2 separate regions of the Mus musculus genome follow, and region 1 is linked to region 2. A link is a contact called in public promoter capture Hi-C data. All regions are on one chromosome and are shown on one strand. Each heading gives the region's core, a stretch centred on a gene start, on an enhancer-like site or on the middle of the called end of the contact. The rest is flanking DNA. Distances are from core to core; before and after follow the strand shown.

The links. Capture Hi-C pulls out chosen DNA fragments and counts their contacts.
Region 1: a contact with region 2 is called in a promoter capture Hi-C map of pancreatic islet. The contact joins two enhancer-like sites. A contact is called at or near these places in 9 of 484 Hi-C or Micro-C datasets (the 3T3-L1 cell line, the AML12 cell line, Th2 cells and 5 more), 1 of 115 datasets of contacts at active chromatin or transcription factors (embryonic basal ganglia) and 2 of 9 other capture datasets (embryonic stem cells and pancreatic islet).

Annotation. Positions count from the first base shown.
Region 1 is chr17:30,454,966-30,460,861 of GRCm38.p6, forward strand. All of the region lies in intron 6 of Btbd9 (BTB (POZ) domain containing 9), which reads right to left. Among named protein-coding and RNA genes, the nearest start is that of Btbd9, 120 kb to the right of the region's middle. Within about 2 kb of position 3,541, at least 32 of the 459 cell types and tissues checked have an H3K27ac peak or open chromatin away from gene starts, as enhancers often do. A contact at or near this core is called in pancreatic islet, where this site is marked.
Region 2 is chr17:30,136,871-30,142,676 of GRCm38.p6, forward strand. All of the region lies in intron 3 of Zfand3 (zinc finger, AN1-type domain 3), which reads left to right. Among named protein-coding and RNA genes, the nearest start is that of Zfand3, 130 kb to the left of the region's middle. Within about 2 kb of position 3,006, at least 5 of the 459 cell types and tissues checked have an H3K27ac peak or open chromatin away from gene starts, as enhancers often do. A contact at or near this core is called in pancreatic islet, where this site is marked.

The DNA.
Region 1 (5,896 bases), core at 2,291-4,790, 320 kb after region 2:
GAATCCTTTATCTTTGAAGAAAAATGAGAGTTGATGACTTCTCCCTTGAAAAAAGTGGTTTGCAGTGGCATAGCGCCCTCCAGTGGCCAAGTGTTCAAAATGCAAGTCTCAGAGGCCACTGTTCCATTCTTTTCACACTGAACAAAGGGAGTAACATGAGCGCCTTTATTTATTTATTTATTTATTCATTTATTTATTTAATTTTTTTTTTTTAAAGATTTATTTATTTATTATATGGAAGTACATTGTAGCTGTCTTCAGACACTCCAGAAGAGGGCGTCAGATCTCGTTACGGATGGTTGTGAGCCACCATGTGGTTGCTGGGATTTGAACTCTGGACCTTCGGAAGAGCAGTCGGGTGCTCTTACCCACTGAGCCATCTCACCAGCCCTATTTATTTATTTTTAACACGAGTGCTTATCTCGTCACATTTATCATGTCATACTATCTTCCCACTGTTACTTTTCCCTCACAAAATTTAAACCTCTTTATTCAAATCTCATTTGTTCCTTCTAAGACAAGCTCTGAGGGACAGGAGACAGACAGAGCCTCACACGGGTTCAGGGCTTCAGGAGAAGCGAGTGGATCCCTCCAGTCCCAGGCCAGTGGCTGGCCTTCTGCAGTAGAAACTGACAACTGACTCCTAAACGTTCAAATTTAAACAAGATCATAAAAATCACGGGACACTCTTCTGTTACACAACCTGTGAGCATTGTAACAGCAAGTTAGGGTCATAAAGTATCCGGTACTCTCTTTCTGTGTGTCAACAGTTTTCTAGAGCCAAATAGTTTTCCTGAGGTGGCAGGAAGCAGCTCCCTCAAGCTAATACAAAATGCTTCTGATCCCGCCCCCCAAACATTGATCTTTCATAGTCAAAGGATCATACTTTCATTCACAATAAGAACCAAAATGAGTAAGGTTGTTATAACATTCCCAGTTTTCTACTCATAAAAAGCCATAAGGCATGAAAACACTGCCCCAGATCATAAATCAAACAGTTACTGAGTAGAATGAACTAGGCTGTTTTCAAGAGAATAATACAAATTAATGATTTTCCTCTTTTGTTTATGCAAAAAATATAAAGCTTTGAACATGTTGGAAAATAGTCAGTCTTGTCATAGGAACCAAGGATGCAGTGCTACAATGACAGCAACAGTTCAGGTCCAAACTCAGACCGCTCTGTGGCGAGCAGAAAGTCTTCATCTATGTACAAGGAACAATGGGTTCCCATCTCATGCCAACACTGAGGGTTCAATTTCACAATATAAGAGCTACATCTGGCCCTACCACCTCAAACATGCACAGAACATCTTCAAAGATGTCAGTTCTCTTCTCTGGCCCCTCTGACGACTGAAAATTGCAAAAGACCCATCGCACAGGGAGGGGCACTTGAGGTGGAGTTAGTGGACTGGGAAGCACTCAGCGGAACCAGTGAACCTCCTTACAGCGGCTTTCTATACAAGTCCAGCCCTTTACTGCCCCACACTGAAGAGCCGGGAGGTTGCGGTCTGTTTACTTCACTCACCGTACACAGAAGGGCCGCTGGCATGGGAGTGAGTCTGAGTGAGGCTGGCAGACAGGGCCTCGCTGACCTTGCAGGGACATCTGGAAAGTAAGGACACTGAAGAGGAGGAACGGTAGCGCAGCCCCACGGGATGCTCACAGGGAACAGGATGTGCTCAGGAATAAAAATGCCTCACTTAAGCCATCTCAATTACTTCACCTGCTTCTTCCTAGTTACGGGTTTAAAGCGGGATGACAGAAGACAGTAGGGGAGTCAAGCTTCCCAACCTTTGAGCAGGGGGAGCTGGGCATGAGTGTAACCTCAAAGGACACAGCACACGGAGGACACTGGAAAGGAGCCTCACACCCTGTATGACAATGATAAAGCAAATGAGCACCATGAGGTGAAAGTGACCTACACCGGACTCTGTCAAGCTTGTGGCAGGCAAGCAACCTCACAATGACCTCAACTGTAGGATGAAAAATGGCCTTCACGACTGTCATTACTTTGATTCTTTCCTTTTAATTAATATCTTAAATAATAGTAAAGGTACTATAAGACTTTCAAGTTTATCAAAAGGAGCCTAAGTTTTAAAATGTTGAAAGCATGCTTTTGTTTTTTAAGATGTAAATAGGCTTGAGAGAAATAAGAGGGTACCAGGAGAAGGGACTCATGGGACAACTTTTAAAATTTGGGCTTAAGGCTAATGGTCATGTCAATTAATATGCTAATGAATAAGGCTTCCAGAGTCTGGTCTGCTGCTTGCCAAGTTCTCTGATGAGTTAGTGGCAACAGCCATCCTGTGCCCCTTGCTGAGCCAGTATGCTAAACAATGTCCTAACTGCTTTCCAGAGGGAACACCACCACCCAAGGTATGGGAGACAGCCCAGAGGGAACACTGACAGACAGAAGGCTGTGTCCATCTGTCTTTGTGTCCCTCCAAAGATCCACTCTGAGGACTGCCTACCTTCAAGCAGAGAACCAAAGCCACCAGCAACCCCCAACCCCCCACCCCCACCCACCCCCGGTCAACAATGGGGAATGCTTTATCCAAAAGGCAAACGCTGCGAAAGAGAAGTAGAACTATCTAGCAAGAAATGACAGATGGGTCTAGACACATAAGGTAAAGGACAGACTCGGCTCTGGTGACTCTCTGAATATTCATAGAATCTATAAAAGTCCAATTCTTTCAGAACGCAGTCTGTTAGGAATGAATATGCAACTGTACCAAATAAAAACACTGGATTTCTCCAAAAGTACACAAGGAGGGAATTTTCCCACCTCCAAGTGCTGTCACACATCGCTGCTGGATAAAGGATTATCTGAAGTTCATATTGACTTGTGATTTATACTCTCTAACTCAGGGCTCAAGGATTTCTCCCCTCCCTTCAAATGGATTCCCTCTCGAAACATTTCACTCAGCACACAAGATGATGCATACTCCACAGATGTTTCTTTTCTAACTTAATTTTTTTTTATTAATTATGTGTGCAGTGTGTCTGTGTGCGCACCTGAGTGCAGTTGCCATGGAAGTCATTAGTGCAGGGGTTTTGAGCCATCTATAGCCATCCCTGACTCTGCAAAGCAAACTGGGTACCTCATGAAGCCTAGCTGATGGCCTTAGCTACTAAGCCACCTCCCCAGTCTTTCAGGAGATGTCTCATAGGTGTGCTGTTGGAGCTAGCTAACTCTGAGATCAAAATGATCAGGCATACTGGGTCCTACATAGGGGACACTGGGCAGCAGTGTGGACGAAAAGCTTGTCCTCAAGTTCCCTCGTTCAGTATGTGGAAAGAGAAACTAAGAGACAGGAGCAGAAGATCAGGAAAGGGGCCCATACGGAGAGAAGAAAACTGCAAAGAATACTCAGGGAGAGAAGGACAGTCGATGAGGATGGCCAACCCTCAGCACCACATCACAGCCACTCATGCCAGAGGATTCCAGACACTCTAGCTACTGGGTAACAGCTGGGGCCCAGCTCTTTTCTCCATTCCAGGCAACACTGAAGTATTATTCAAGACCTAATTAGGCAAGCCTGGCTAGAGTAAACTACAGGCAACTGGCAGTGCAGCAAGCCAGCTCTGCAGAGGAGGAGTTGGGTAAGGGCATGCTTCAGGCACGTGAGAACAGATGGGTTTAAGACTAAGGTGCCCTCAGTCTCACACTCCTGTTGCAACTTGTTGCCTCTAGAGGAACACTGTCAAGTCACTTTTCTATGAACAAACATCTCTAGAGAGACCAAGAATCAGGTAACTCCCAACAAATGACCTGGGCCAGAAGTCTGATCATTTATAACAGAAGCTACCTTCCTGTGAGAGTCTGGCGGCCTGCAGCACCTGTCTTTGGTACCCATAGCCAGATCCCAGCCATCTCGGTCTTCTCCAGACTTGCACAAGGTTATCAAGGACAAGCCACAACGTCAGAACCAGTCTGTCATCTACACTCCATATTCATGGGCAGAGGAACACTATAAATACTTCCAAACAGCAGACTGTACCAAGGAGCTGAACAGAACATAAATAAGTTGCTTCATTATTTAGAGGCAAAGATACTTCTCAAAGCCGCATGGTTCTCTTGATCTGCTCCATAGTACTAACCAACAACAAAAATACAGAGCAGGGAGCAGCCCATGAGCACTGGACAGAACGTTCTGTTTACAATCCTCTGCCAAGCAGTACCCTGAACCCTTCCGCTCACAGCCCGAACCCAACAGTAACAGAGAGCAGGCATCAGAGGGAGAGCGGGTGTCAACTACTGACCCTGCACACATTCAATTTAATAAAAAAGTTCTTCTCAGACCAAGAAGACAACAGCAACACTCCTAAGCTTCACTTTACATAGTAAGTGCATGGGTGTCACTTTGATCTTGGCCATGTCTGTTGTTGACACCAGGCCAGTTATAGGCTCCACAGTGATTTTTCTTGCAAAATTACACACAAAACAAATGGGGTCCATGGGTATAAATTCCACAAAACAAAAATCTGTACACTGAATGAAGTTAAATTTTTTTAAAGATTTATTTATTATATATAAGTACACTGTAGCTGTCTTCAGACACTCCAGAAGAGGGTATCAGATCTCATTACAGATGGTTGTGAGCCACCATGTGGTTGCTGGGATTTGAACTCAGGACCTTCAGAAGAGCAGTCAGTGCTCTTAACCGCTGAGCATCTCACCAGCCAGAAGTTAAATTTTAACCATACCAAATCATATAGCATTTTTAAAGACACACACACAGTAACAAGTGGCAGAGTCTCTGGGGTCTTTGGTGATGGCCTCTGCCAAGCCTGCCTTCTGTCAGCACTCTTCTCTTTACTAAGCCAACACTACTTAGGTAACACAACAGAGCAGAGGAAAAAAAAATACTATTAACAAATTAAGTACTCTTGTCTCATGCTCTTCAGAGGAGTGTGCCAAGCCCAGCACATTCGTCACGGCAGTCTTGCAGTCTCGGAAGCACGGTGCCCAGGGACCGCCTGCTCTGCATTCAGCACACAAATCACTTTGACTGTGATCATATGCATTTATCTTTATTTTTAAAATCTCCTCATTGTTGCCAATGGCACTTGAGCATTATTATTACTAATCCAGCTATTCCTAATAACAGTGTTTAAGTAACTTGTCATCTTGGGAACCTTTACAGACAATAGCTAATTAATTGTCAAGCATTTAATGTAACAGAATTCTAATCTCCAACCTCTGAAGCAGGGTATTTATTTGTTATTATGGCAAAACTTTTGTTGGAATTGCTTATTTATGTAATATATCTTCTCTATCAGCTCAATTCTAATTTCTCTATCTGCTTCTGTAAGTAAAATAAACCATCACATGCACAAAGACGCGGACAGTGCACTTCACACACAGCAATGAATCGCTCGCGACTGCTTTTATTCACACTACAATAGATTCTTTATTATATGCAGGAAAAACAAAACAAAACACCATAGATTATATCTCTTGTTTGCAAGATATGCTCACAGAGTTTCGATAGGAACAAGAACCTGAAGATGCAGCATGCTATGTCTTAGTGTGCGAGGGAACATGATACTCTGTTGACATCTTGTTCCTACTATCAAACAACCAGGGAGGTTCCCAATCAGGTGTCAGAGAAGCCATGTAAGCTTCCTGGTGAAACGTCGCCACAATCTTCAGAGGCCTCATCTTTAGTCTGCCAAACAGCTGAGCTGAACACTGCGCTGACAGTTTTTAAACTTGCAATAGTCATTTGAAATCAATATTTAAAAGGTATAAACAAGATCATTTTTGTCTGCAAATCTCCTCACACACATAACCCCATCCTTTCCATATGACAATGCAAATGGTCTGAATCCACCAAAGAAGAGAAAGGTGTCAAAAGACAGGAGATAGAATCCCTTTCTCCTGCCCTTAATG
Region 2 (5,806 bases), core at 1,756-4,255:
CTCAGAAATGGTATTGAAGACAGAATGCTGTGAAGAGACACTTCACACATGTAGTGTGAGCTGTGGAGGAAAGCTGCCTGGAGTTTCTCTTGGGTAGTGACTTCATTCATGGAGAATGAAGTTGGAAAGTTAATGATTACCAAGCTTGAATGAATGTCCAGTCAAGCTACTGGGACTTTGAACAATAGCTGTGGTTCTAATGAAGAGACAGTGATAGTGTCACTGTCCTTTTGAAGGAGCAATCTGACAGTATTGTGAACAGGGATAGATTATAGCATTCCAGAAAAGGAGATTTTAATATTATAACTTGTTTAATGGAACTAGGAAGGGTGTGAAAATCATTTCAGAAGAGAAGAAGGATGTTAACAGTGTGTCAAGGAAGTAGATAATTTTGCTTCCTCCTTTCTAGTTTGGATGGCCTTTCCTTCCCTTACATAATTGCTTTCGCTAGGACTTATGTAGAGTGCTGTATAGAGGTAGCGTAGAGTAGAGTAGAGTAGAGAGCCTTCTTGTCTTCTTTCAGATCCTAGGGAAATGGATTCGACTTCCTCATTGGTTATGCTGTTTGCTGTGTGTTTGGCACATATGGCCTTAATTGTGTTATTGTATTATCTTTTCTATATGCCCCGTTCATCAGAGCTCTTATTGTGGAAAGTGTTTATTTCTCCTGTACTTTGGGAGTCTCATTCACTAACCCAGTTGGTCTCAAGCTCATAACAGTGCTCCTGTATGAGCCGCCCCCGAGAGCTGAGGTCCCGGGGAGAGCCGCAGTGCCTGGATAGGATGCTGAATGTTACTGTCTTGTCTTTGTCTACTGTCCCTTTTCTGCTGGTGTGATACACAGACTCACTCACTGACTTGCCAATCGTGAACCATCCTGTGTCCAGGAGCTGGGTCTTGTTCATAGTTTGTAACCATTTCCATGTGCTGTGGGGTTGAGGTCGCTTGTATTAAGAAAATGTATGGGTTGTTTTTTATCAGAGATAGTAATTTTCCTTTTTGTGTACCTGTCCTTGTCTGCTTTGGTGTTGAGGTAATATGATCTTATACATGAGTTTGAGAGAATCCTTCCCCTTTAAGTTTTTGAGGTGGATTACAAATGTTTGTTGTTGTCTTCTTTCAGAGGTTTGATAGACTATGTGATGATTCCGTCCAGTTCTTTTTTTGTTACTAAGTTTCGCTGGCTTACAGTAGGTCAGTTTAGATGTTCTATTTTTCATGGTTTAATGTAGAATTTGATCATCTTCTTTGGGTTTCCAGATTGTGGGTGAGTAGATATTTGTAACTATTTGAACTATTTGTAATAGTTCCCGGTGATCCTTTGTATTTCTGTGCCATCTTTTTATTGTTTCTGATTTTATTTATTTGACTCCTTATTTTTACTATTGTTGATTTTTTTTTTTTTTAAACTTTCTTGTACTTCTCCCACCCCCAACCTACAGGTCTTAATTTTGTTTGTTTCTGCTTTGGTTCCTCCTTTCCTTAATTTCCTGATAGGTTTTTTGTTTGTTTGTTTGATTTTTTTTTCCAGCTCCTTAAACTATCCTTTTAAGTCTTTTGTTAGAATCAGATCTTCTCTCACCTGGGTTTTGGTTTAGCTCTCATTCTATTGTTGTCCTGCTTAGTTTTGTGTCAAATTGACACATGCTTGAGTCATCTGAAAGAAGGGAGCCTCAACTGAGAAGATCTGGCTGCAGGGCATTTTCCTAATAGTGTAGCAAGCTCCTGGGCTTGAGCAGGCTGAGCAAGCCATGGAGAGCAGCACTCCTCCATGACCCCCTGCATCAGCTGCTGCCTGAAGGTTCTTGCCCTGCTTGAGTACCTCTCCTGGTTTCCTTTAATAAAGGACTACAATGTGGAAGTGTGAGCCAAATAAACCCCTTTCTATCCAATTTGCTTTTAATCGTGGAGTTTTGTTTATTTCAGTAGTAACCCTAAATGAGACAAGTTGCTCAAGCTGACATCAAACTCTTGACTTTTCCTTTAATATATGACATTATTCCCCACTTGATGCTATGAGAACATTGTTGAGTTGTTCCTAAATTTTGGCTGAGATGTCCTTTGCACCAGAGATTAAAAAATGGAGGTTTGGGGTGGGGTGTTAAAGGTAAATCTCACAGTGAGCCTGGACTTATCTCATATTTGTGGTCTTCTGTCTCTATCTCCTGAGTGTTAGAACTGAAGAAGAAAGTCACAATTTCTAGGTTCTAATGCCTCTCAACATGTCCTTTATGGCCTATTGTTGGCTCTGGCAAAGTCTGAGCTGCTCTCTGCAAAGTGAATATCACTGCTACCAAGTAGATAAGCTTTTTATTTGATTTTCCAATTAAATTTCTAGTAATCTGTAAGGGGAGCCAGTTTGGCCCTTTTCAGATTGGCTTCTGTCGTAGGGCAGTTATTGGACAGAACAGGCCAGCAGCTTCCAGTAAAGTGTTTGGAAAATATTACCTATTAAAAATATTTTATGGTTTCCTGCTGGGCTGGTTTTAAGTGAAATATGGAAGGGCGATTTATTTACAGCTCTCTCTGTATGTGCCTTTTTCTTCTCTTTTCTCTAATGAAGCTTGAGGCATCAAGCCGTTTATCAGAGATAATTATACAACAGATGGAGCTTTTCTGATATATAATAGTCTCAAAGTGGAAGATTCTCTCCCGTAATAAAGAATGCCCAAACTTTAAATGTCTCTTGATTTTAATTTAAGGTTTTTTTCCTCTAGTACATTTATTTATTAGTTCTAAGGCTGGTTCTACAGAGCTTGCTGCTTTCACTAGGGCCTTGTTCTCATAGATTGATACTCTGCAGTGCAGTCGGGATGCCCGTTAATGTGCTTTATTGAATCAAATAGCTGTCATTCAGGAGTCATTGTGGATCATCTTTAAGTCAGTTCTTGTCTGTATGCAGGACTTGAGTGTTTGCGTATACAGACTATTTCTGCTCTACCTTGTTGAAGTTCCTGCAGTGTCAGTTGACCTTTAACCTGTCAAAAATAAGAGCCAATCAAAGCGCAAGCACCATTTGCTAGAGCCTTACCTGCTGCCTCAGCTCCAAATCCTGCCTTCAGGCAGTCGCAGGGACTATGACTGCAGTTTCAGTTTTGGGTTAACAGAATGACATATGTGCCTGTTGATGCTCTTTTCCTGTTTAGCCTTTAGGCTCAAGCACTCTGATAATGTCTTTGTTAAATACAAACATAGAAAATTGTAGAAGGGAATTCTCAAATTTTATATTTTGTGTTGTCCTACTTTCTCCTGCCCGGGAGTCCTTCCTTTTCCACTTGACTGTGCTGCCTGCCTGCTCACACCATAGTCTCTGTGTGCTGCCTGTGGGCTCACACCATAGTCTCTGTGTGTGCTGCCTGTGGGCTCACACCATAGTCTCTGTGTGTGCTGCCTGTGGGCTCACACCATAGTCTCTGTGTGTGCTGCCTGTGGGCTCACACCATAGTCTCTGTGTGTGCTGCCTGTGGGCTCACACCATAGTCTCTGTGTGTGCTGCCTGTGGGCTCACACCATAGTCTCTGTGTGCTGCCTGTGGGCTCACACCATAGTCTCTGTGTGTGCTGCCTGTGGGCTCACACCATAGTCTCTGTGTGTGCTGCCTGTGGGCTCACACCATAGTCTCTGTGTGTGCTGCCTGTGGGCTCACACCATAGTCTCTGTGTGTGCTGCCTGTGGGCTCACACCATAGTCTCTGTGTGTGCTGCCTGTGGGCTCACACCATAGTCTCTGTGTGCTGCCTGTGGGCTCACACCATAGTCTCTGTGTGTGCTGCCTGTGGGCTCACACCATAGTCTCTGTGTGTGCTGCCTGTGGGCTCACACCATAGTCTCTGTGTGCTGCCTGTGGGCTCATACCATAGTCTCTGTGCGTGTTTTGCCTGTGAGCTCACACCATAGTCTCTGTGTGTGCTGCCTGTGGGCTCACACCATAGTCTCTGTGTGTGCTGCCTGTGGGCTCACACCATAGTCTCTGTGTGCTGCCTGTGGGCTCACACCATAGTCTCTGTGTGTGCTGCCTGTGGGCTCACACCATAGTCTCTGTGTGCTGCCTGTGGGCTCATACCATAGTCTCTGTGCGTGTTTTGCCTGTGGGCTCACATCATAGTCTCTGTGTGTTTTGCCTGTGGGCTCACATCATAGTCTCTGTGTGTGCTGCCTGTGGGCTCACACCATAGTCTTGATCATCAGGTTGGCTGCTACGGTTTACAGTGTTTATGCCAAAATAGACATTAGTGTCTATATCAACAGCCATGCAACTCTAAAACAGTTCTATTGACAGTTCTACTGCAGCTTTAAGACTTGACTTCTCTTCTCTTCTCTTTCTCCCCCCCCCCCCCCCCAAGACAGGGTTTCTCTGTGTAGCCCTGGCTGTCCTGAAACTCACTCTGTAGACCAGGCTGACCTCAGAACTCAGAAATCCACCTGCCTCTGCCTCCCAAGTGCTAGGATTAAATGTGTGTGCCACCACCGCCTGGCAGCTTTAACTTTCTATGCCACTATTATTTATGTTACTCTTTTTTAAAAAAAGATTTACTTATTTATTTTACATATATGAGTACACTATAACTGTACAGATGGTTGTGAGCCATCATGTGGTTGCTGGGAATTGAACTCAGGACATATGCTTGCTCCAGCCATGGGCCATGCTCTCTCCAACCCCGCTCTCTCCGGCCCAAAGATTTATTTATTGCTATACACTGTAGCTGTCTTCAGACACACCAGAATAGGGCACCAGATCTATTATGGATGGTTGTGAGCTACCATGTGGTTGCTGGCATTTGAACTCAGGACCTTCAGAAGAGCTGTCACTGAGCCATCTCTCCAGCCCTATGTTACTCTTTTACTGGGCATAATTTATGAATTAAACTTTATTGTAAATATGGATAGGATACAGAATTTGATACTGCCTGCAGTATCAGGTATCTTTTGGGGAGCCTTAAAGGATAGCCCCTTAAAATTAGAAGGACTATTAGAACACTGTCCATTTTATCTAGGTTTCTTAATTATTTAGGGAAAAAATGCACATTATTGGTAATGTTAAAAAAAATTTCTTCCACTAATGGTATTTTAAATTTTAAAGTATATTATTACAAGCATATAAACTAAAATTGACTTGTGTGTGTGTGTCTCTCTGTGTGTGTGTGTGTATGTTCACATGGGTGGTGTGTTTGCATGACTTAGAGGCTAACATGTATATGTGAGCACACGGTGGGGGGTGGGGTGCATGTGGAAGCCCCAGATGGACATGGGGTGTCTTTTCCAGTTGCTCTCTGTCTTTGTTTGTGGAGAGTTTTGTTACTTGAGAGTCATGGGTCCAGAGCTCACCTGTTAGCTAGTCCAGCTAGGCAGCTTAATCCAGGTTTCTGTCTCTGCCTTCTGTGAAAGAGAGGTCTTACACGCGTTCGCGACCGGCCAGGAAAGACGCAACAAACCGGAATCTTCTGCGGCAAAGCTTTATTGCTTACATCTTCAGGAGCAAGAGTGCAAGAGAGCAAGAGCTCTATTGCTTACATCTTTAGGAGCCAGAGCGCAAGAGCGCAAGAGCAAGAGAGCGAATGGCGAAACCCCGTCCCTTTTTAAGGAGAATTATTCTCCGCCTAGGATGTATTACTCCCTGATTGGCTGCAGCCCATCGGCCGAGTTGTCGTCACGGGGAAGGTAGAGCACATGGGGTGGAGAACTACCCTTGGCACATGCGCAGATTATTTGTTTACCACTTAGAACACAGGATGTCAGCGCCATCTTGCAAAGGTGAATGTGAGGGCGGCTCCCCACAGAGAGGGCCTTATAGGCAGGCGCTTAACAGC